Regions from separate parts of the Mus musculus genome. Here all the other regions are linked to region 1. The links are chromatin contacts, called in public promoter capture Hi-C maps. All regions are on one chromosome and are shown on one strand. Each heading gives the region's core, a stretch centred on a gene start, on an enhancer-like site or on the middle of the called end of the contact. The rest is flanking DNA. Distances are from core to core; before and after follow the strand shown. Region 1 holds the start of Capsl (calcyphosine-like). Region 2 holds the start of Tars (threonyl-tRNA synthetase). Region 3 holds the start of Adamts12 (a disintegrin-like and metallopeptidase (reprolysin type) with thrombospondin type 1 motif, 12). Region 4 holds the start of Slc45a2 (solute carrier family 45, member 2). Region 5 holds the start of Rai14 (retinoic acid induced 14).

Region 1 (4,998 bases), core at 993-3,492:
CCTCACACCAGTCAGAATGGCTAAGATCAAAAATTCAGGTGACAGCAGATGCTGGCGAGGATGTGGAGAAAGAGGAACACTCCTCCATTGTTGGTGGGATTGCAGGCTTGTACAACCACTCTGGAAATCAGTCTGGCGGTTCCTCAGAAAATTGGACATAGTACTACCGGAGGATCCAGCAATACCTCTCCTGGGCATATATCCAGAAGATGCCCCAACTGGTAAGAAGGACACATGCTCCACTATGTTCATAGCAGCCTTATTTATAATAGCCAGAAGCTGGAAAGAACCCAGATGCCCCTCAACAGAGGAATGGATACAGAAAATGTGGTACATCTACACAATGGAGTACTACTCAGCTATTAAAAAGAATGAATTTATGAAATTCCTAGCCAAATGGATGGACCTGGAGGGCATCATCCTGAGTGAGGTAACACATTCACAAAGGAACTCACATAATATGTACTCACTGATAAGTGGATATTAGCCCAAAACCTAGGCTACCCAAGATATAAGATACAATTTCCTAAACACATGAAACTCAAGAAAAATGAAGACTGAAGTGTGGACACTATGCCCCTCCTTAGAAGTGGGAACAAAACACCCTTGGAAGGAGTTACAGAGACAAAGTTTGGAGCTGAGATGAAAGGATGGACCATGTAGAGACTGCCTTATCCAGGGATCCACCCCATAATCAGCATCCAAACGCTGACACCATTGCATACACTAGCAAGATTTTATCGAAAGGACCCAGATGTAGCTGTCTCTTGTGAGACTATGCCGGGGCCTAGCAAACACATAAGTGGATGCCCACAGTCAACTAATGGATGGATCACAGGGCTCCCAATGGAGGAGCTAGAGAAAGTACCCAAGGAGCTAAAGGGATCTCAACCCTATAGGTGGATCAACATTTTGAACTAACCAGTACCCCGGAGCTCTTGACTCTAGCTGCATATGTATCAAAAGATGGCCTAGTCGGCCATCACTGGAAAGAGAGGCCCATTGGACTTGCAAACTTTATATGCCCCAGTACAGGGGAACGCCAGGGCCAAAAAGGGGGAGTGGGCGGGTAGGGGAGTGGGGGTGGGTCGGTATGGGGGACTTTTGGTATAGCATTGGAAATGTAAATGAGCTAAATACCTAATAAAAAATGAAAAAAAAAAAAGAAACACATGGCCAATTTTAAACAGAGCAAAGAGGGCATATGGGAAGGATTGGAGAGGTTAAGGGATGGGGGCATAATACAGTTATGATCTCAAAGAAGTGATTTTTGGTTTTCTGTTTTTTTAATCATAAGAAAAAAGAGCTCCAGTCAATCAATGGCTGCTGAGACAGAGAGAATCCATTTTCTATAGGGAGGACTTTCTGGATAACGCATCTCACACGAAGCAGTCAGTCTTACATGCATGTACTCATGGGCATCACTAAATAAGCTCACTGTGTGTGTGTGTGTGTGCGTGCCTGTGTGTGTGTATGTGTGCGTGTGTGTGAAACAGAGAGGGGGGAGAAGGGAGAGAATTAAAAAAGAAGAGGCCATGAATTTAAAGAGTGGAGAGTGGAGGGTAGATATTAAATAAATATAGTACTAATGTATTCAATTCTCAAGTAACAACAACAACAAAAAAAAAACGCTAAATTAAAAACTCTAAATTTTTATCCTGCATCTGTCATGGATTCACAGGATGTGGTATAATCAGTACAAACTTATCTCACAGAATAAATGGGAATAATGCTAAATCTGTTGATCATTTTGTGAGTTGGAGACAGAATTCTAAGCTCTGTTTTGTCTGTGGCCATCGGGATAGTTACTGCAAGTCATCAAAGAAACTTCTCATCCAATGACCCAGCAAATAGGCACCACTCTGAAAGTGTTATCTCTTTTGCCTTTGCTAAATGAAATTGATTTTTGTCTAAGCATCTATTCCAAAAGTCTACACCTGGGGACCAGCTGTGCTCTTTGTGCACTGAGAGTCTAGGGATGGCTTCGTCAGGACATGCATTCTCACTGACTTTTAACTTTTCTTTTTAGATAAGAGATCCTCATCTTAAAAATGAAACAAAAACAGTGACAGTGAATTAAACAAATGAAAGCATTGAATTACCTGAAATGCTCGTCTGTAGCCGCAGGCTGCTTCACGGTGAAACTCTGGACTTCTGGCCCTGGGGACTCTAGTCTCCTCCCATGGTCCTGTGTCTCCCTCTTACCTGTCTTCCTTTGCTGTCCTGGCCTTTCAAGGCTTTCAGTTCTAATTGGATAGCCTGGGAACGCTGAAGCAAAGTCATGCTCTGATTGGCTCCGCTCGCTGTCATTCATATGCTGGTTCTGCCTTTTCTCAAGTTTACACTCCTCGTTACCTAGGAAATCCCAGTGACTGTGAAAACCCAACAAGCTGTTTGTTCTGGAAGAAATGGTAGGCGGAAGTTCTACTGGCAATTGTTTGGTTTCTAAAACAGCATCAAAACTGGTATCCCACGTTTTAAAAGGAAATGCTTGATAAATTGCCATACTTGCTTCAGGCGGCTCCCTTCTGACTCTACAAGGCTGTCTCCCTGGTGACTTATTGCCAGGTGAATCAGGAAACCACAACCCTTAGGAGCAAGTAGCAGCAATTATAGGCAATGCCCTCGTTTTTTAAATTCTACATTCACACACTAAGAAGATACCTTTCCCCACGGTGTTTTAGCTTCTGTAACTTTACCCTTTGTTCTCTATTAGCTCCACACTTGTTCTTAGCAATATGTTTGCCAGAGCAAAAGCAGGCTTGTTGTTTGCTTTGGGAGTAAATTAAGCCACATTTTCTACCCTGAGTATCTGTAACATCCAACGGCCTACCACACTCCCATCCCCAGGCTCCATCTACCCTGGAGTCATCCAAAAAACTAGGAACAGAACTTTCTAGAAAGGCCTCTGGTCCACTTCCTGTTACACATTTTACTCAGACAAGTGTGGTAGTTGATTTTTAATATCATTCAAATGAACAGTATAATTTCTGAGATTTGACATAAACATCAAATGAGATTTATTCAACATTAATAATCACTTGCCTCAAAACTTCCCTTAGTCTCTTTCCAAGTCTCCTTCCAGTAGGGCATGGTATTTAACAAATTAAGGGAAAGTGCGGACACGGGCAGGGATTCAGTATGCTTCTCACTTCCAGATTCATGCCTCTCTGTCTTGTTTTGGTCCGATTTAGTTTAAGGAGGGCTGTGTAATCATTGGATTGGAACCATCCATTGGAGCCTGGTGAGGTCACCAGTGGATATATGGCTGAAGACAATCGTTCTCCTCTCCCAGGATGTATCATCAGCAAATAGTTTGGCCCTGAGCAGAAGAAAGGATGGGTCTAGAAGTTGGATGTGATTAGGGTGGAGTGAAGTCAGGTAGACAGAAGGGTCTGGACTAGAGTGCAGGAAATGGGTTCTTCCAATCACAGTTTCCCAAGGCATCATAGCTCCTCATGGGAAATCCTATTTAGAGATTAGAATATGGTGCCTAGGCCCACTCCTTGCTAATAAAAGACTGCTGGGTTTGTTTGTTTGTTTGGGATGTGTGTGTGTGTGTGTGTGTGTATTTGGTCAGATCTAGAGAATAAACAGGTTAACTGTGATTATAAAAATCACTTCTCTGTACCTCTGTGTTGAGCTCTTCCTATCTTTATCAAATAAAATTATGAATTCTTGATCAGCTCTTAAGCCCATACAGTAATGCTACTGCTCTTTTCAAACCACATTTCTGATTCTCTTTTTAGTAGCTATGAAACCTCTCAACATTTCCAAATTATTTACTCATTTTCTCAATCCTATGCCAAGTTAATACATTCTCAAATGATAATCTGCACCACTATGAAATACAGATAATGCATTGCAAGGTCATTTGTAATATATTTCTCTTCCATCTGAAAATCTAAAAACTAAATAAAAATCTCTCAACTGTCATGATAGATTTTCATTTTTATGTTTTTCATGGTTATAAAAATGCTGAAGAGAAGTACGATCTTTTCCATATATGTTTTATTTTAAACACTCAACCATTTTTTCTATTTTAATATGTTCTGTATATAAAATATTAGCACAGCTACACATCCAGAGGCTGTGTGTAATCTGAACTATAATAGCTTCATCCATGCACTGCAAATGAACCTCACAGCATTTCCTCGTGTGTGTTTTATATAATTTTTATTAATAAACACATATTGTTCATCGTTTTTTAACTCCTACTATGTTGAAAAAACAGGACATTCTATATTTATTACTTCTCTTTGTACCATTTTAGTTAACAATATTGAACTTCATTCTGTACCAACTTATTAATCTCTGATTTATTCCATTTTTCACATAGCTGTTATTCCAATGAGTAGATAAACTGTAATTTCTTTTATTTCCTGATTTTAATTTCTCAGACATCAAGAAATAAATCTTCCATATCACAGTTTTATCAAAAATCATTTCTCCAAAGTTTTCAATTGCCCATGCGCTTTAACACTGATTTCTCTCAAGAAAAAAAAAAATTCATTCACATGTTGCCATTGTCCGGCAAAACGTTTTCTATTATATCCTGAGAGTGGCTGGTCCCATCCAATGGGAAGAGTGCAATGCAGCAGAGGAGGCATTCTGAACTATTAGGAGAGCTTATGAGATAAGAAAAGTATAGGAGTAAAAATAACTTGTCAAATACGTGGGAGTTTTATCCCAAATGATAGGAGAAATAAGAATTGAAGAACAAGATCTCACAGAGGATTGAAGAAGCTGTCAGAACACGGTGAGATGGCTCAGTGGTTAAGAGCACTGGCTGGTTGCTCTTCCAAAGGTCCTGAGTTCAAATCCCAGCAACCACATGGTGGCTCACAACCATCCTTAACGTGATCTGCTGCCCTCTTCTGGTGTGGACAGCTACAGTGTACTCACATATAGTAATAATAAGTAAAACTTAAAAAAAAAAAACGAAAGAAAGGAAGAAAAGGAAAGGAAAGGAAAGGAAAGGAAAGGAAAGGAAAGGAA
Region 2 (4,998 bases), core at 1,512-4,011, 2.0 Mb before region 1:
TTCATCTGAAGGCTGCTAGCAGAATACTGACTTCCAGGCAGCTAGGATGAGGGTCTTAAAGCCCACACCCACAGTGACACACCTACTCCAACAAGGCAACACCTACTTCACCAAGGCCACACCTCCTAATAGTGCTGCTCCCTGGCCTAAATATAAAATATATAAACCATCACAGCTATCTATAAATCCAGTTCTACAGAAAGTTCTAGAAGGAAGTCTCCAACCTAAAGAGTTAAACACACCCAAGAAAACTCAATGTATAAGTAATCTTAGAACAAAATATCAAAAGAAGGTAGAAAATCAAACAAACAACAAACAGACCAAAACCAAACCACAACAAAACACAGCAACAAAAAACCCCTCACACTATTACAATGAAATAATGGGTATCAACAAACATTGCTCATTATTAATTGAAGAAGATCTCAGAAAATGGAGATATCTCCCATGCTCATGGATTGGCAGAATTAACATAGTAAAAATGGCCATCCTACCAAAGGCAATCTATAGATTCAATGCAATCCCCATCAAAATCCCAATACAATTCTTCAAAGACATGGAAAGAACAATTCTCAATTTCATCTGGAAAGGCAAAAAATCTAGAACAGAGAAATAATTCTTAACAATAAAAGAACCTCTGGAGGAATCAGCATCCCTGACCTCAAGCTTTACTACATAGCAATAGTGATAAAAACTGCATGGTATTGATACAGAGACAAACATGTTGATCAATGGAATAGAATTGAAGACCCAGAAATAAAAAGACATACTACAATCACTTGATCTTTGACAAAGATGCCAAAAATATACAATGGAAAAAAGAAAGCATCTTCAATAAATTTTGCTGGTTTAACTGGCTGTCTGTATGTAGAAGAATAAAAATTGACCCATATTTGTCACCTTGTACAAAGCTCAAGTCCAAGTGGATCAAGGACCTGAACATTAAACCAAATACACTAAATCTAGTAGAAGGGAAAGTGGGAAAGAGCCTTGAACTCATCGGCACAGGGGGAAATTTGCTAAACAGAATTCCAATGGCTCATGCTCTAAGATCAACAATTGATAAATGTGATCTCATAAAACTGGAAAGCTTCGTCCATTGGTTGGGCGCAAATATCTGTACCTGACTTCTTTCAGCTGCTTGTTGGGTCTTTCAGAGTGCAATCATTATTTGTGAGCTCTCCATAGCCTCAATAATGGTGTCAGGCCTTGGGACCTCTCCTAGAGCTGGATCCTATTTTGGGCCTGTCACTGGACCTTCTTTTCCTCAGGCTCCTGTCCATTTCCATCCCTATTATTCTTTCAGACAGGAACAATTATGGGTCAGAGATGTGACTATGGGATGGCAACCCCATCCCTCACTTGTCTTCCTGCTGGAGGTGGACTCTATAAGTTCCCTCTCCCTACTGTCGGGCATTTCATCTAAGGTCCCTCCCTTTGATTCCTGGGAGTCTCTTATACCCACAACAAGGTTGGTGATAGTGATACCTTCAACATTTTTTTTCAGGATTGTTTTAGCCATCGTGATTTTGTGGTGTGTGTGTGTGTGTGTGTGTGTGTGTGTGTATCTAAAACTTAACATTCTACGTTCTGTAAAGAATTGTGTTGGAAGTTTGGTGGCAATTGCTTTGACTTTGTAGATTGCCTGTGGTAGAATGGTAGAATGGCCATTTTTACTGTATTTATCTATGAACATGGGGGGATTTTTATGTTTTCTGAAATTTTCTCAATTTCTTTCTTCATTGTCTTAAAGTTTTTCTTGTACAATCTTTCACTTGTCTTGTTTGAGTTACTCCAAGATAGTTCATGTTTTTTGAGGCCGTTGTGAAATGTATTGTTTCCCTGGACAATATGTTCCTTGGAAATGGGAACCTGCTCCTTGAAGAGTCACCCAGGAGGCATTTGTCACATTCAAGTGGATCTCAGCGAGTTCCAGGACAGCCGGGCTATACATACAGTGAGACCCTGTCTCAATTCTACTCGGCTGGTGTGTGTGTGTGTGTGTAGGTTGGTGGTGGTGTGGACATTGGGTGGACATGGTTGCAAACGCCTGTAATCCTCTAATTTGGGTGGCTATTGCAGAAGGCTCCCAGATTAGCCAGATCTAAATTGCAAGTTCGAGGCTATCCCTGGCTGCACAGTGAAGCAAAGAAAAAACACAGAACAACCCAAAAACTGGCAGCTGCTATTAGGATAAGCAGGCCAACTAGAACTTTCTGCTAAGCATTTTGCTTAAGTAGTAAAAATCTAATCTCGAGCTCCCGTGATATCAATGACTTTTGTGTGGAGTTTATTCCTTCAAGTAAAAAGTTAATTTTATCTCTGTGCCGTCTATGGGAAAACTCCGTGAGACACTGAGAAAGCTTTGATCAATGGCGCTTGTCCCTCAAACAGCAAATCGGTCCTATTCTCATGAGGAAGGCTGAGTCATCGCTTCAGATTATCAGCCAACGTTCCAGGTAGAGCGCATCTGAGATAAACCAGAGCGCCAGAGACCATATCCAGCAATTCCGGGAAACTCAGTCCAAGCAGCTCAAGTTCACTACGGTGGCCGCTAAGGCCATGCAAGCTACAGTCAGAAGGGGAAGAGTGCGCTTGCGCGCCTCACTACACAGTCTGGAACTAATGGGATTTCTTGAAGGGTTCGTCATTCTCGGCTATTCTATTGGCCAAGGAAAGGGAGGACCCGCCTCTCCGCGTAGCCCATTGGCCTCGTGTCCAGGTAGGGCGGGGCCAGGAGTCCCGTTGCATCAGCTGGTTAGCTGGTTCCGCCTGTGGCCACGTGGCGCACGCGCAGTGCGGAATTGTAGGTCTACACCGCCGGCTTGGGGTCTTCTCTGCGGTGCAGCTCACGGGTTTTGTCTCTCTGTGGTCCTTCCATGTCGCAGGAGAAGGCTAGCAGCCCTTCGGGGAAGATGGACGGCGAGAAGCCGGTGAGCAGGCGCCGTGGGGTGCAGAGAGCGGATGTGTTCTGGGAGCCGGCACTGCCCGGCGGGGCAGGAGTGGAAAGTAGCAGGGAGCAGTCGGTATTGGGGGCCCTGGGTAATAAGTTAGGAACTCTTGCTGGCAGGGTCTGGGGGGTGGGGGGGCATCTTCATCCTAGAGATCTGTGAATTGAGACTGAGTGGTTTGCTCAGATAGTAAGCATTTGGGGCTTAGACTCCCGCGCTTGTATTTTTTCACTAAAATAAGCGGGAAGAACATTTGAAGAACTTTTTAAAATCCTAAACTGCGTGGAGCAAAAAGCTCTAGTTAGGAAGGAAAAGCCAGTCCCCGCGATCAGATCCAGTTTGCCCAAGATTGGGTGCTAAATAAGGCTGGATGCCCCCATTGACAGACTGTTTTGAAATTAAAGCCTCTGTCTGCCAGGTGCTGGAAGCGACCTAAATAACTTCACACACATCCCCTTTAAACTTTGCTTTGGGCTGTCACCCACTGGTTAGGAACAGCATTTGTACACTGGCGTGTTTTCTGCCCCACCCCTCTTTTACAGCCAACTGTGCCTGTGTCCCCTGTGTATTTATTTGCCCTGGCACTTAGTCAGGCAGTCCAGGTGGCTACACAAGTTAAGATCGATTCCTGACTTTGGGGGCTCCCCAAATGTGCAGGACTGGAAAATCGTACTTCTCTGATTAGCTTGGTTGAGTTATAGAGAAGCACAGTCAGACTGTTTTATTGGGTTTGGAAAAATGAGGTCAGGTAAATCAGGCAGGGCAGGGCTGTCCAGGTTCAGGGGATGAATTGTGCCCCGGCTGTACAGGGAGAGACGGGAGGGAAGTGCAGCGATTGAGGCTATCAGTATTCTCTACGTGCAGGAGTTTTGTAGGGAGGTGCTATGTATGTATTGTATTGTCAAAAAGTGACATGGCATGGGGGTTTAAGGAACATTGGAAAGGGGTGAGGCCATATGACAGATTGTCTAGGTAACCATTGCTGACGGTTGCTAGGGTCTTCATCAAGAGGAGTTTCCATCCTGATAGGGCAAATCACTAAAATGCTTGTGTATGCGCTTTAAGCTACAGATTTAAGGCGATGAATGACAGGTATACATGGATAGATTTTGTTCCTATTTCCTTATGTTTTTAAGGTGTTTTATGGTTTTATAACTTGGTTACCCCTTTGCCTCCTTCCCTGCTGTCTTTTTTTAAATATTTTTTTTATTTAGATTTATTTATTTATCATATGTAAGTGCACTGTAGCTGTCTTCAGACACTCCAGAAGAGGGAGTCAGATCTCATTACGTATGGTTGTGAGCCACCATGTGGTTGCTGGGATTTGAACTCAGGACCTTTGGAAGAGCAGTCAGTGCTCTTACCTGCTGAGCCATCTCTCCAGCCCCTCCTGCTGTCTTTTAATCCTGCTAAACCCACCCTGTTACTTCTGAGGCCGACTGGGTTCTTGAGATTCGTCTGAGGCTGGAAGCTTCTTAAGATAATCATCCCCTGAGTGGGCATGTAACACTTCAGAGTGGGACTTTGTGAGTAAAATTACTTGAAATGTGAAGTGTGATGTCATTTCCTCTGTAATAATCAGGTACCTTAAACTTCTGGCAGCTTCCTGGGCGAGGTACAGATCTGACCCCAGACTTCGCTTGTCATCGAGAGCCGTCCTCAGCCCCACAGGCTGCAAGGCCTTTTTCCTTTCACACATAATCTTCACAGCATTGTTGTGAAGAACATAATTACATTCAGTGTGAAGAGGGAAAACAGCCTAGGAGATCTGAAGTGATAAACAAGTGATCACTCAGTCCACATGTGTGCTTTAGTCTCCCTGCAGAGAGCTGGTGGGGAGGGAGGGAGGGAGGGAGGGAGATAGTGCTCCCTGTCCCTCCTCGAAATAACTCTTATTGAACATGTTACATTTTTTTATTGCTTTGCATACAGGTCCAGGTAAGCTTATTGAAGGGAAAGTTACAGGGACAGTTATAAATGAAATTTGAGGAAGTGCGCATTGATAAGTGGCCTTTTCTTCCTTTCTTAGAGATTGTTTTAATTGTAA
Region 3 (4,998 bases), core at 773-3,272, 1.6 Mb before region 1:
CATATCCCCCAAAGGTCACTAGGGAAAAGAGTCACAGCCCACTTTCCAGAGCAACAAGGCAGGCCCAGCAGTGTCTGCTGTACACCAGGATGAATTTTCCCTTACAAATATGCGAAGCAAGCAGAGCTGGAAAGCTCACCCAGGAGAATGTGTCTTTGAAGGAAATCATCTCCGCATGCCCAGGGAAGTGCTGGTGGGCTTTGTTTGTGCTGCCCCAGAACAGGGACCTTTCACAAAGGCACTGTTTTTCAAAGAACAACAAAAGCTGCTATTTTAAACTTGGGGGCTTGAGATGGTATCTGGACCATTTACACAAACAAGTGCTGGCTGATTGACATCTAACCCCAGTGTTTGCCTACTCTGGCTTCCAAGTAAAGCAAAGGGAGAGAGGGATTTTCATCTGGTTGCTCTCTAAGCCACCGCAGAGGAATTCTTAGGCAGCATTTCACTTTGCAGCGTGGGCAAAACACACTGCTAGCAATCCCTTAAACGTGGACAAGTGCGTGTATGCATGTGAGTGTGTGTGTGTGTGTGTGTGTGTGTGTGTGTGTGTGTGCGCGCGCGCGCGCGCGCGCGCACATTATCCCTGCTATTGCTATCATTCTATGGCTGCATGATTTTAAGTAGGATACCTGGCTCAAGAATGTGCTTCATAGTTAAGCTCATAAGGTCCCCAAGTTCCAGTGTCCCCATTTGTAAACTAGGCATGGTAGCCATAGTACCAGAACCCCAGAAGGACATTGTCAGTAGTGGGAGGGGCTGGCAGGCCATCCCGGAGCTCATACACTCCCCATCTCTCCAAGCCTCCCAGCCCCCCTGCTCTGACAACACCTTGAAGTTGTAGTCCTCTCTGAACATGAAACTCTTCTAGGTTCAATTTCAAACAAACAAACAAACAAAGGCAACGGCACCACTTTGGCCTGGGCATTACGGATGAAGATGATGACGACCCCACAACAATACTAATAGGAGGAGTGAATTCCAATATAAACCATCTTCACGGTCTCCCAGTGCTTTCTTTCAGAATACACGCATGCGTCACTAAATTTAGACAGAGAAAAGTCTTTTTTTTTTTTTTTTTTCGAGACAGGGTTTCTCTGTGTAGCCCTGGCTGTCCTGGAACTCTGCAAAGCAAGACAGACAACCGGGAGTCCCCAGGAGGCAAATTTCTCCCCAGTAGGAATGTCATTTGAAAAAAACAAAACCCTAAATCTTTCCAGGAAACCAAAACACAGCCAAGTGTGCTCAGCAGGAGGCCAGAATAAAATTTCTACCTTCCAGACTTAAAATGAAGTTTTAAATGAAGGAAACATTTGCCATGACTGTCCGTGACCAGCTGGGTCTCTTTATTAAAAATAATTTCCCATGTCACAGTCTGCAAAGGGGGGAAGCGGAAAGTGGAGGGGAGGGGCTCGGGGAGCGAGCGTACTCTTGGGTCTTTCCAAGCAGGGTGTCACCCCTGAGTGTGCACCCTTAAGCCCTAGGAGAGAAGGAAATCCGAGCCTGAGCACACAGCAGTTTTCCTTAGACAGGCCAGAAGGCTTAGAGTTCAGCCCTGCCTGGTGGGGGAAGGGAACAGACCAAGTTCCACTGTCCTACTCCACTGTTAGAAAAACAAATAAAGAAAAGCCACTAACCTTGCCTCGGGTCTGGGAAGCGAACCGGCCAGGGCTGAGTTTGTCTCCCGTGGCAAAAAGCCCCAAAATTAATAAGCTGAGCCACGATCGAGAGCTTGGCCAGCCAGCTCCCCCGAGCACATGGCATGGTTCAGTTGTTGGGGAGAAGAAAAGTTTTAAAAGTTTTAGCTCTCAGCTGCAGATATCCAGTCCTCGCCTGTGTCCGCACAGAAAGACGCCCGAGAACATGGTCCAAGCATGGGAAGGGAGCGGCCCGCAAGCTGACCAGGAGGCTCTAGTGGCTTTTTGAAGCCGATGGGACCAGAGAGCTTTTATTCTCTCCCTGTCCTGAAAGGGGAGTGAATGAGCTGACAGCTTCTTCTTCCTGCGGGCCAGAGCATGGACTGGGTCAGAGCCAAGGGGCTCAGCCCACCCCAGATCCCCACCCCTCTGCTTCCCCACCCGACAGGCCTCCAGCCAGCTAACACATTTTCCTTGGGGACGCCCTCCTCCCTCAAGCTCCTCCCTCCGGGCTCAGAGCCTGGGCATGCGGGCCAAATAGGGGAGACCCTAGACAGCTGGCCAGGAAGAAACTAGAGTAAGAGCCGTCAGAGGCTCCTAGGACAACACGCCCCCCCCCCCATCTCCTTTACACAGGATGAAATGTACTTACAAATAGTGAGTTATGGGCCAGAGGGGACCCTACTCAGCATCCTTCTTAGCTCCTCCCAGACCCTGAATGTACCCTATTCTGTCAAGACTCCCCACCCTCTAGCAACCTCTGTGCTCTTCTTCCAGGGCAGGCTAAGATTTCCACTTAACAACTAATAAGCAATTTTTTTCTCTTTGCCAAGTCACACAGGAAATGATCCAAGCTAATCTGCTGTCTTGACCCTGGACAAGTCTCTTCCTCTGCAGGAAGGGGTACGTGGATCAAATGCTTGAGAGGCCTTCTGTGGCTATAGGTCAGTGCCTGCTTTCTTTTCAAATCCTACCCTCTCTCTGTAATACCTCCACCAGCAGCACACTAGCAACATGCAGAAAGATTTCAGCCCCAACAGGGGAAGGCCTTGAGCATAGGCAGTGGCAGCTGCAGCAGTGTGTGTGTGTGTGTGTGTGTGTGTGTGTGTGTGTGTGTGTGTGTGTGTGTATGAGTGTGTGTGTGTATATGTGTGTGTATGAGTGTGTGTGTGTATGTGTGTGTGGTGTGTATGTGTGTGTGTGTGGTGTGTGTGTGTGTATGTGTGTGTATGTGTGTGGTGTGTGTGTATGTATGTGTGTGTGGTGTGTGTATGTGTGTGTGTGGTGTGTATGTGTATGTATGTGTGTATGTGTGTGTGTATGTGTGTGTATGTGTGTGTGTGTATGTGTGTGTGTGGTGTGTGTGTGTGTATGTGTGTGTGTATGTGTGTGTATGTGTGTGGTGTGTGTGTGTATATGTGTGTATGTGTGTGTGTGGTGTGTGTGTGGTGTGTGTGTGTATATGTGTGTGTGTATGTGTGTGTGGTATGTGTGTGTGGTGTGTGTGTGTGGTGTGTGTGTGTGTATGTATGTATATGTGTGTGTGGTGTGTATGTGTGTGTGTGTGGTGTGTATGTGTGTGTGGTATGTGTGGTGTGTGTGTGTGTGTGTGTGTGTGTGTGTGTGTGTATGTGTGTGTGTTTGGAGTATCCATTCAGATACTCACTTTCTCCTCATTGAGAGAATGTCACAGAGCAGGAGTTACCAGGCATCTTGAGAATGATCCAGGATAACCCAGCCAAAATTCTTTACCTCTGGGTTGAAACAAACACCCCCCACCCCCCAGCCCCCCCGCCGCCCTTATTCCATTCAGAAGGAATTTGGCCTCATGTATGGAGGGCTCTTTGGCTGACAGCCAATCACACACCTTCAGCAAGATGTCTGGCTACTAGGTGATCTTGCATTGGGTCAGGGCAGCCACACCATCCCCAGGGACCCAAAATGCAAGGCCCTAGATGGAAAGCCCAAAGGACTCCACACTGGGAAACATAGCTATCAAGACTTTCTGAGGGACACTGGCTCCTGTGTTTTGCTAGTGGAAATTTACAAACTTACTGTCTTAAAACAACACAGATTTATTGTCTTAAGTTCTGAAGATCTGCAACAGAATTCACTGGGCTGAAATCAAGAAGCTGCATTCCTTTCTGGCTGTCTTAAAATCTATTCTCTGGCCTCTTTCAGCTTCAACCTCCTGGAATTCTCTAGCTCCCAGCTCTTCTTCCCCATCTTCGAAGCCAGCAATGGCTGGTTGACTCTTGCCCATGTAATGTTTCTCTGTCTCTTTTCTATTTTCCCCCTCGTCGGCCTTTCCAAGAACACTTCCCATCACCCTCATCAGGGATCGTCTCTGGAGTTGACTAACATCTCTGATTCTACCTGCAACCTTCAGCTCTCCTGGCCATGTAGTATAGCCATGATGTAGTAGTTATGACATAGTATGTCATGATAAGGAAGACAGGGAACTGAGTCACCTACCCTCTATTCCTATCACATATAGAAGGTAGCAAGTTCACATCCTGAGCCAAAATCGATGAAATTTAGTAGGCACCATTAGCTGCCAGATATGCATTTATGAGGTCATTTAAAAACACTTTGAGCTGATCTCTGTGTTGCATATTCTCTTAGTTCTCTCTCTCTCTCTCTCTCTCTCTCTCTCTCTCTCTCTCTCTCTCTCTCACACACACACACACACACACACACACATACACACACCCCTCATACACATATACACATACCTTTTACTCCTCTCTCTCTTCTTCATTTTCTTTTTCTTTTTTTTTATTTATTTTATTGGGTATTTATTTCATTTACATTTCCAATGCTATCCCAAAAGTCCCCCACCCACCCACTCCCACGTCTTGGCCCTGTCGTTCCTCTGTACTGAGGCATATAAAGTTTGCACGACCAATGGGCCTCTCTGTCCACTGATGGCTGACTAGGCCATCTTCTGATTCATATGCAGCTAGAGACACGAGCTCCGGGCATTTTCTTTTTCTTTTAAGAGCAAACAGATGTTTTCTGAAGACCAAAAATCTCTACTGGCTCCCATGTCCTGGATAGCTGGAATAGAGATTTGTTTCTGAAACAAGAAGTCAAAGCACTCTTATGTCAAGGCTGAGCCGCTGAATTCTGGCTTTGCAGATTAACTACTTCAACTCTATACTATTCTTCTGATTCTCCTCCCATGTAATTTCAAGACCATACTAAGTCTGATTGTGGACATGATCTCTCAAAGGTCCCCCATTTTTAGGGTAGTAGTATTGGAAGGTACTGTGAACATTTATATGGTGGGGCCTTGTATAAGATTGTTAAGTCAGTGGGGATAGGGTATCCAAGAAAATTGTAGGGTACCTCCAGTGTC
Region 4 (4,998 bases), core at 883-3,382, 1.6 Mb before region 1:
TTCTGCCTTGGGTTAGCAACCAAAGCTAAAAGAAAAACAAACATAGGCCTTCTAAATCAGGTTTAAACAACCCACATATTTTTTATTTCACTTAAACTCCCATCAAATCACCTTGTTTTGGTTTTGTAGGTTGGGTTTTACATCTAGAAAATGGCTTCCCCCCACCCCCCATGTTTAAGAAAGTACCAATTGGATGCCTCATAAAGACAAATGCATAGGTAGAAATACAAATATATAGGTTGGTGATAGGAGAAAATGGGGAGTGACTTCCAGTGGTGGAGACTTTCTTTGGGGAGGGGTATGAAAATATCCTAGAAATAGAGTGATAATGGTTGCGTGATCTTGGGACTGTTCTAAAGAGCACTGAGTTACACATTTTAAATGACATCTCTTTAAATTAAAAATAATAACAATATGAAATAAGATGGACACAATTCTTCAAATCCCAGCTGCAGTGACAGCTACTCTTTGAGGCACCCCTTTATGCAAGTGTGGACCCACAGTTGTACAGAGGCACCCAAACATGGGGCTCCTCAGTCTCTGGAGTACCTGACTGCCATCCTAACTGTTTTGTCAAAATACAGATTGCTGGCCCCATTTTCCAGGACTCTGACTTGGCCGGTATGGGGAGTGAGTATGAGAATTTGTGGCTCCATCGCCCTTCCATGCACACTTTTGAATGGCCCAGACAAATGAAAACCTTGTCTATCCCCAACCAACCCTCTCCAGTTCCTTTGGTTTATCGAGACAGGCACTGTAGCGCTTTTAACACCTATGTAAGATCCGTTCTATCTGTATGCTCTGTCCATCTACCGAATCTGTCAAGAATGATAAAGTTGTTTCCCTGATTTATAGTTTGCTTTGTTAACCTAAGAGTGGTGTGTAATATATGAACATATTTGAAACATTCCTGTATAAAAGAGAAAAATAAACCTCTCCTCTCTTTCCTACCTCCAGTACTTATATTTCCTATTTATATCTCACACTTCCATATTTGTACATCCTCCTAAATATATAAAAATGGTACCTGCTTGAGCTGTATCATACTCATTCACTTCCTACTGGCATAAATGGTATTGAAATATGTGCCCCTCAGGGTCTCTTTTCCAATATACTGTCACCAAGTACATAGAATTTAGTAGCTAATTTGCAGCTAGAAATATTGCTTTAACACCAAATTCTTCGTCCAGAATTTGCAATGCAAAAGCACTCCCAGAGCTGACAGGCCTGTGCCCTAAACCAATTAAAATGTTAAGCACCCAGAATTAGGCCTTATTTGTACACAGCAGGTAGTTTGTTACAAAGGCTTATAGCTGGACAATTTAACAAAGTCTTCCATGAGGCATAAGTGGCTCAAAACTCCTTCGACTGGTAAATAAATAAAAATAATTTTTAAGAATATAATTTGATGAAATAGATATAAGCTCAATCCCATTTTTAAAACCTTGCAATAATAAAAGGCAGCGTCGAGATGGTTCTGGAAGTAAAAGCCCCTCAGCCCCAGGCTCGGGGTCATCCAAAGGTGGGAGGGAGGTCACTGCATGCTGAGAGAGAGAGAACGTTAGTTCTAGCCATTTTCTATGCGGCATTAAAAAATACTGATGACATTTTAACCCAGCAGTTAACTATGGGATCTGTGCGATCCACTTACCTGATACGACCGCATCTCCATTGAGGTACAGAGCCATTCCCAAGAGCATCATAATGGCCAGAGTCAGGATGTATGGTCTCCGGCGACCCCAACGGGCCCTGCAGTGATCACTGGCTGATCCCACCACAGGCTGGAGCAGGAATCCCAAGATGGGGCTTAGGAGCCACACCATGCTGTACAGGCTCTTAGGCAGGCCCACGCTGAGCAGAACTGGAGTCACATAAGCTGCCTCCACCGCATAGCAAAACTCTCGGCCAAACATGGCCATGCTGTGCATGACAAGTCTCCCTGTGGATCTCTTGGGTTGCTCCACAGAGCCAAAGGGGCAATCCTCGGCTAAGGATTGATAGGTATGGGTGTCAGTCGGCCCATTGCTTCCACTCATGACCACGGAGAAAATAGCCTTCTTGCGTGGTCCTCAGATTTGTGCTCCAAACCGGGTCTGACATGGAGCCTGTCAGAGCAACCAACAGAGATGGTCAGGCTGGAGGAGGGGCTGAAATTCTTTCATGCCTCCAAGATCACAAGTTACGGTGAGAAGCAAAGGGGGCGTTGGCACTCGGAAGCATGACAGAGATTAGCTGCTGTGAGCCCTCGGGGTCCTTAGAATGCTTGTGCCTCTCTAAAGATCTTCCTTCACACAGTCAGTCTCTCTCTCTCTCTCTCTCTCTCTCTCTCTCTCTCTCTCTCTCTCTCTCTCTGTCTGTCTTTCCACACACACAATTGTACACCTCTTAGTTTCATAGCTTAAAAATCATAAAGTTTCCTTAGACAGAGACTAACTAAAAATGTAAATAATCCAATAATTTCTATAAACTTCTCTCTATAGATCTGGATATTCTGTTTTCCAGAATTCACACTTTCTACCCAAAGCTTAAAAGACAAATTAACTAGAGCTAAAACTGTGCCAGGCCCCAGTCTTCACCCCAACCACTGGCTGTCACTTAACTCCGTGAACTTTTCTCTCTCGCTGCACTCGGTGCTTTTTACATCCTGTGTTAACCGGTCTTGCTCTCAGGACAGAGATCAGGTCGATTTTGGTCGTTATGGCATCCCTAGCATCTAGCCTTGCACCTCTTAGGTCCTCCCAAAATATCTGCTAACAAACAGGAGTTGAATGAATAGAGTATATACAGTCTGTTTTGTACCAGTCACCGCCTACTTTACTTGGCCCTATGGGACTACATTTCCCAGGTTCCCTTGCTCCCTGGCTTCTAGGCATACTTGGACAGCAGGAAGCTTTGGTGAAAAGTCAGGGGTGGGAAAACAACAAGCAAGCAAACAAACAAACAAAAAAACCAAGTATGTCCCAATTTTCTTCATCCTGAGATATTTTTGGCATTGACTGAATGCCCACTATGAATCTAGTAGTTGTCTAGTAGCCACACTGGACTGCTGGGTCCCTTTAACTCTCCGTAGCTATTGTTACTGCAGCCCTAGGTCTAGTCCTGGCTCTTTGATTCTGCTCATACCGGGATAGCCTCACTATGTCATTTTATTACTCATATATATATATATATATACATATGTATATATATATATATATATATATATATATATATGAGAGCCTTTATTACTCTTTATATATATATATGTATATATATATATATGAGAGCCTTTATTACTCATTTATATATATATATATATATATATATATATAGAGAGAGAGAGAGAGAGAGAGAGAGAGAGAGAGAGAGAGAGCCTGTTACATATTACTAATGTTACTATATTACATTGATTTGTATCATAAATGCATTCTTCTAATTAAATTTTCTCTGTTTTAAAGACGTCAGGTGGGTCACATTTTCCTTACTGGATCCGGCAGGGAAAATCTTTTAGGAAAAAAAAATGCCTTTAAAAATAGTTCAGGAATAAGGCTTGGTGGCAGAACTTTAAATTCTTGGTGTGCCTCGTCTTTGCTCTTCCCGAGGCAGATCCTAATTTGATGTTTCTCAAACTGTGTATCAAGGCACCCAAATATTATACACAACTCATGTGTATATTTAAACCCAGAATATTTAAATTTTGAAATCAAGTCAACGGTGAAACAACATTTTGGCAGCAGATTTGAGGCAGTTCAAGCTTTCATGGTAAGACTGTTCTATAATCCCTTCCATTTAATTTTTGTGAAGCTGGGTTTCCAGGTTTCCTAAAGCAAAAGAGGAGGAGGAGGAGAAGGAAAAGGAGAAGATGGGAGAAGGAAGAAAAGAAAGAGAAGAAGGAGGAAGAAGAAGAGGAGGAGAAAGAAGAGGAGGAGGAAGAGGAGGAGGAGAAGGAGGAGAAAGAGGAGAAGGAGGAGAAAGAAGAGGAGGAGGAAGAAGAGGAGGAGAAGGAGGAGAAAGAGGAGAAGGAGGAGAAAGAAGAGGAGGAGGAGAAGGAAGAGGAGGGAGAGGAGGAGGGAGAGGAGGAGCAGGAGGAGGAAGAGGAGGAGGAGAAAGCATGCTTAGTAGAAAATCAACAAGGAGCAGAAGATGAAGGAAACACTGTATAGTCTGATCTCCAGGCAGAGAAGGCTATATAGTAACAGACACAGGTATCCATTAGTAATTACTTTACAATAGAGAGAAATAAAAAGTGTTTTCCTTCCATCTATGCATATCATGGTTTTCAAACAGTTAATGAGTTCCTAGGGTGTGATGTTAAAGTTTCTTCCACCTAATTAGTTAGCACTAGAATGATTAGGGTGTGTTTGCTGTTTGGCTAAGGGTTACAGAAAGATTTCTGGGACATTAACAGAATGAAAATATATATTGAATAATATATTCAGGAATAGAATTCCTCTTCCTATAGGTTTCCCTGTCTTCAGTCACCTGCTTCTCTTCCATCCTTCTCATAGCTCGGGCTTCTTCTTTTCTGACTATCTAAATCTTCAGTTTTTTACAAAGATACTGAGAGAGAGAGAGAGAGAGAGAGAGAGAGAGAGAGAGAGAGAGAGAGAGAGAGATTGAGAGAGAGAGAGAGAGAGAAAGGAATTTCTACACAAAGTCTCAGATCTCCAGAAAAAGGGAATCACATACCATTAACATGCTACAAACTTTTCTTATATATTTCTTTAAATTCACAACATAGTTTTTCATTCACTTTGTATAATCACCTAAATGCAGAAATCAACATCTAAGTTAGCTCACCTGATTCATCACAGATTTTAATCAATTTGCATTTATTTTTTTCCCCTAACTAATCCACTGAACAGATACTTTTCTGGGAACATATTGTAACAGAAACCATGATTTAAAAAAAAAAAAAAAAACTTGCTTGGTTCATTCCTATCTTTTAGAACAATGTCATTGTGATGGGTAGTCTGTCTTGTTGTGTACCAGTGTTTTTCCTGCATGCATGTCTGTGCA
Region 5 (4,998 bases), core at 1,068-3,567, 1.3 Mb before region 1:
TGCTACTGAACTGCTGCCAAAGAAGATTGAATTTGCCCCCCAAAACTATTGCTAAGCAGGTCCTCTCTCCCCATATCCTAATAACCTTTCTCTTCCACTACCTCTACTGGGTGGTGGGCTAGAGGAGAGGTTAAACCCGTAATAAAAATGGGTTACAAAAAAGTTATACCTACCATGTAACCTGTTTATCCCATCAGATTTTAACAGTCTTTAGATAGCAGTTACTCACTTCATTCTGGCAGCCAATTCACAGTCCCAGACATGTTCAAAACCTGAGCTCGGTTAGCATTTCTAAAACTCCTGGGCAAAACAAAAACAAAACAATGAGAAGACGTTACTTAACCCCAAACCGATTTCTGTGCAGGAGGAAGCATTTTGAGGGTTGTCTAAGGAAGGTTGAAGACTCTAGAGTACACTGGGTGTTAATTTTGAGTTTGAAAAGATTGAATCTGCAAACGGTTTTGGCACAGTCTCCCCTCCACACAGTGCCTCACACACATCAAACTTGCTGATGGGGGCTGAGTTATAAACTAATGAGGGTAGCACACAAGGCACCTATGGGAACAGGGCAGCGTGAGAAAGGGGTCTTTTCAGGTGACCAGGAAAGATAAGCAGAGGCGAAGACTTGGGTGATGAAAGGCTGGTTAGAGAGACACTTGTTGAATAGTTTAACTACAGTTTGTCGTCGGTTTCCTAAACAATATGCACACACTGGCATTTCCAAAGGAGCCTTTGACAGGCTGTACCACCCTCCCAGCTGCCTCTGATTCAACAAAAAGCAGATCCACAGGTGGTTACCTTTCCTCCAGCTGGAGGATCGGTAGAAGGTACTTAAATACTCTGTTGGTAACTGATTAAAGAACCCAAGATCAAAACCCGGTTAGAAGAAATGGCCCACACTACACAGGGTGCTGTCAATTGTTTCTTTTAGTGTGGTTTTTAGTTCCACATCACATGTGTAAAAGTGTGTATCTTGCTTTGAATTGGCTCCCCACTCCCACTCCCCTGCCCCGCCCCCCCCCCCCAGGGATTCTTTTTGATGTATGGTACTTAGGAAGTAAAGACTATTGAGCTAAAGATGAAGCTTTTGTTTTCTAGTTGGCAAGTTCGCTTGTGAAAGCTAAGGCAAGGTGTTCTCTTAGGGAAAGGAGTGAAGGGGTGGGGTAAAAAAAAACAAACAAACAAAAAAAAACAAACCACCCGATCCGATGGTAACACACAAAGTCAAGATACTGTACACTGATTGCTGTTAGGGTGACTCTCACTTCTGTTGGAACTGGTTGTTTTTCCTCCTTACTTCAGTGGACTTACAGGCGATCCTAGCAAAAATAGCTAGGATCTGCTTACTCTAGAAACCTTTCTGTGCGAAAGACACAACACCAACCAGGAGTCCCATGGAGCTTTGGTGAGTCAAACTTTTTACGATCTAGCTGGCTAGTGGGACTAAAATCCCTGCTTAAATTAGGGGAATAATAGTGAGATTTCAAACCCTCAGAATTAATGGAAGGGTCGATTCGGTTCAGAGGTCCGGTCCTGGTGGTCTGGGGGAGGGAAGCTTTACCGGATCTCAGGACTTCCAAACTCAAGACACCCCGCTGAGGGCGCTCCTGCCCCTATCTAGCCGGCCAGTCCAGGCTGTAGATAGTCTCCCAAGCCCTGAGCAGAACACAACTAAGTTTTGTCTTACACCTGAGGAGTGTTAGGAAACAGTCGCTCCAACCAACTGGTTTAGCCCAGAAAATGTAAGTACATTCTGGTTTACTTTCTTTTCGTTCACACTGGAAATGGAACCGATCTCAGTCTGGTTCAGAGGGGGCTTGGGTCGGTGACTCGGCTTTTCCTAAGACTACAGATAACTTTGGAAACTGACCAGAAACAAGTACTTTTTCCGAGCCCTTATCCTACCCCAGCGGTGGAACCCGCATACCGCGGATCTCACTAACTTCAAGTTAAGGTGTGAGACAGACCCACGCAGAAGGATTCCCACGATCCGCAGAAACGCAAGCGTGGACGTCCGGGACGCGCCGCGGGCCGGGGCGTGGGCGGTCGCAGAGCACCTCCCGCAGGTCCAGGGAGCAGCTCCGGGGCCAGGTCACCTGACTCCCGGAATTTGGGGCCGCGCGGAGTGGGAGTGGCTAGCAACTCCCTCCTGGAGCCCACGGGATCCAGGTCGGGGGCCGGCGCCCGGCGGCCACGTGGTGGTGCTGCCGTTGCCCCCGCCCTGCCGGCGGAGCCCCGGAGCTGAGCGCCCACTGACCCCGCGTCGGGAGGAGGAGGAGAAGGAGGAGGAGGAGGAGGAGGAGGAGGAGGAGGGACCCAGCGCAGGAAGCCGAGCAGGAAGCGAGCCCGGCAGCCGCACTTTCCTGGGGAAGCGGCGGGCGGGACGGCCAGCGGGGCCAGGAGCTGAGGCCGCCGCTTGGATGGGGTGAGTGGCGGCGGCGAGGCTGGGGTGCGGGCTCTGGACTCGGTCCCCGCCTTTGTGTCTGGGGCTGCGCAGAGCTCCGGGCGCCGAGAGGAGCGGGCGGGAGTTTTGGTCTGGACAGAGCTTTGGCCGCTCACTGACCACGGAAGACAGTTGGAAGGGGGGGTGGGGTGGAGGAACGGGAGGATAGTGGGGATCTGGCAGAAAGAGAGAGAGGTGCGACCTAGTTTGGAAAGGGGGTTCGCCTCCTCTGGCGGTCTGGTGCGGGACAGTGGCGCGGGGTGTCTGCGGAGGGAGCGCGGGTGGGAATGAATGACCGGACCCGAGAGGACGCTGTGGCTGCGCCCCCGGGGCAGCCCGTCCCACTTTCGTGCCCTGCCCCGGGTCCGGTGCCCCAGTCCTTGCTCCCTGGCTCGACCCACCTCTTGACTGAACTTGGAAAAGCCGGAGACGGGAGGTGGGAGCGAGAGACGCCCGGTGGCTCTGGAGACCCACAGTCCGCTATTGTTCCTTTACGGACTCAAGGGAGCTGGTGAGCTGTCTGGAGGGCGCAGGCGAGACCACCCTGGGCCTGCCACTACCCCTTACCCCCAACTCTCCTTGTCATTTTCCCCCACCACAGCTCCTAGGAGGGCAGGGAGGAGGATGCTGGAGTTGGGAAACATTCCAAGCTGCTGGGCTTAGGTCGGCATCCTTCGCGACCCGTCCGGGAGGGCAAGCATCCATCCTTCTTTCAACTCTCGCCTACTGTCTTGGGCCAGTTTGTGTCGCCAGTTTAGGTTCTGCAGTTTCCAGTAGTTTTTCATTTTGGATTTCACATTTCCTTTGGTGGAGGGGGGTTAAGTATGGAAAGGCAACAGATGGGGAGATTAAAGCAGATGGAGCCCACTGTGACTTAAAGAGGCAGGGGTGACCTCACAGAGGCCTGAGCTTTATATAAAGCCAGGCTTTCTTTTCTAAGGAGCCCAGCTCAGCTCAACTTTACGTCGTTACCAAGTATGCAGATGCAAGGCCACTCACTTCGTACCTGCTCCTTCCCTTCACTCTGAACTCTGGTGATTTGAATGCTATCGGCTTTAGGAAGAATAGCGCAGAGCAGAGCTGCCTGGGACTAGAAGACTGCTTATTGTCTGGGGTATGAGATCTCAAGGTTGTGAAGGCTGGCCTAGAGAAGAACAAGGTTTGTCCCTTTAGCGGATCTAGCGTTTGCTCTTTTAGCGAGAACTTGCATCTCCTATGGGTTTGAACGGAATTGGAAAAAAGCCTGTGAATCCCAGGGAGGTTGGACTTCGCTTTGTCCCACCAGTGCTGGGCCCTTGCTTACACGTGAGAAAGCGAGTCGTTTTGTTTTGTTTTTGACTGATGGGTTTAATTTTTAACTGTTAATGATAACTTACTATCGGAGTCTTTTCTCCCTTAGGCTTATAAGACAGCCAATTTTATCAGAAGAAATCCCATTCTTGTTGACTAAGTACTGGGAGAGACATCCTGTGCGGGGCTGTCAGTTTTTTCTCCAACTGTGGAGATGCTTCGTGAATGAATTTATTGTATTATTTACATTTGCATCCTTAGATGTGTTTTTATGACTTTAAAGGGCAGTGTAGGAGTTCATACATAGCCCAGTTCAAAGATCTTTGTGCTGTCATAGTAAAACTGACTAAGAATGGGCTCCCCAGTCACTGGGGATTCGGTGAAAAAGTAATATAGTGGCCCCTAACGTTTACTGTCTCCAGACTCCCACTTCTTAACGTGTGTAAGCAGAAGGTACAAACACTGCCTCCCTTGTTTTTGTTTGCTCTGTGTGTGTGTGTGTATGTGTGTGTGTATGTGTGTGTGTGTGTGTGTGAGAGAGAGAGAGAGAGAGAGAAATGGGTGTATGTGCAATTGTATGCACATGTATGTATGTGTGTGTGGATGTCTACCTGTATGTTTTCATGTGAGCACCAGTACATGCTGTGGAGATGGGAGGACAACTTGTCCAGTTAGTTCTCTCCTATGACGTGGGTTTGGGGAACTGAGCTCAGGGCTTCAGGCTTGGCAGAAAGATTCTGTACCTGCTGGGCAACATGGCCGCTTTGATCCTTTTTCCTGTTACTGGCTGTCAAGCGCAGGGCCTGTGGTATGCTAACTTGGATGTTGCAGCCATGTTAACTCCCACCCCAGAGCCACCCAACTTTACAGGTAGAGAAACTGAGATTTGAAGTTAAAGCCATGTGGGCCTTGAGGTGAACAGGATGTAGGCAAGCCTTGTCTTCCCCTTTCTTCTTTTCCTAACCAGCTTGTCTTCCACAATAGAAATACATGTGAAATGGTTCAACGATAAGTGAAAATTGAGCATAGTAAGGCATTCATCTTTCCACTGTATAGGTTTAAAAGTTGCTTATGAATTCTCTTCCTATTCCCTCCCTCAGATAAAAACAAATACGTTATCTGCCTTTTCTTCTTTTCTTTTAGCCCCGAGCAAGCACAGATGTCCAGTTAGTACATACATAGTTCCCAAGCGTGTCGGGTCCTTCTCTGTGGGTCTACGAAGATTCTTGAGCATTTATGAGCCTAGTTTTACATTCATGGCACCA

Evidence for each region. Promoter capture Hi-C pulls out the DNA fragments that hold promoters and counts their contacts.
Region 2: a contact with region 1 is called in a promoter capture Hi-C map of hippocampal neurons, with 6 times the contacts expected there. The contact joins the promoter of Tars here to the promoter of Capsl in region 1. A contact is called at or near these places in 2 of 39 promoter capture datasets (hippocampal neurons and pre-B cells).
Region 3: a contact with region 1 is called in a promoter capture Hi-C map of liver, with 5 times the contacts expected there. The contact joins the promoter of Adamts12 here to the promoter of Capsl in region 1. A contact is called at or near these places in 2 of 39 promoter capture datasets (hippocampal neurons and liver).
Region 4: a contact with region 1 is called in a promoter capture Hi-C map of hippocampal neurons, with 12 times the contacts expected there. The contact joins the promoter of Slc45a2 here to the promoter of Capsl in region 1. A contact is called at or near these places in 4 of 39 promoter capture datasets (the C10 cell line, frontonasal cranial neural crest, hippocampal neurons and 1 more) and 1 of 115 datasets of contacts at active chromatin or transcription factors (astrocytes).
Region 5: a contact with region 1 is called in a promoter capture Hi-C map of the C10 cell line, with 7 times the contacts expected there. The contact joins the promoter of Rai14 here to the promoter of Capsl in region 1. A contact is called at or near these places in 5 of 39 promoter capture datasets (the C10 cell line, hippocampal neurons, liver and 1 more) and 2 of 115 datasets of contacts at active chromatin or transcription factors (embryonic stem cells and large pre-B cells).

Annotation. Positions count from the first base shown.
Region 1 is chr15:9,433,272-9,438,269 of GRCm38.p6, reverse strand. Capsl (calcyphosine-like) reads right to left here and starts at 2,242. Exons shown (of 5, transcript NM_029341.1): 1 at 2,103-2,242.
Region 2 is chr15:11,397,421-11,402,418 of GRCm38.p6, reverse strand. Tars (threonyl-tRNA synthetase) reads left to right here and starts at 2,761. Exons shown (of 19, transcript NM_033074.3): 1 at 2,761-2,933. The coding sequence starts at 2,880.
Region 3 is chr15:11,061,797-11,066,794 of GRCm38.p6, reverse strand. It overlaps Adamts12 (a disintegrin-like and metallopeptidase (reprolysin type) with thrombospondin type 1 motif, 12), which reads right to left and starts at 2,022. Exons shown (of 24, transcript NM_175501.3): 1 at 1,638-2,022. The coding sequence starts at 1,764.
Region 4 is chr15:10,997,855-11,002,852 of GRCm38.p6, reverse strand. Slc45a2 (solute carrier family 45, member 2) reads right to left here and starts at 2,132. Exons shown (of 7, transcript NM_053077.3): 1 at 1,652-2,132; 2 at 1-25. The coding sequence starts at 2,036.
Region 5 is chr15:10,711,950-10,716,947 of GRCm38.p6, reverse strand. Rai14 (retinoic acid induced 14) reads left to right here and starts at 2,317. Exons shown (of 18, transcript NM_001166408.1): 1 at 2,317-2,425. It overlaps 4930556M19Rik (RIKEN cDNA 4930556M19 gene), which reads right to left and starts at 2,112. Exons shown (of 7, transcript NR_045063.1): 1 at 1,968-2,112; 2 at 174-300.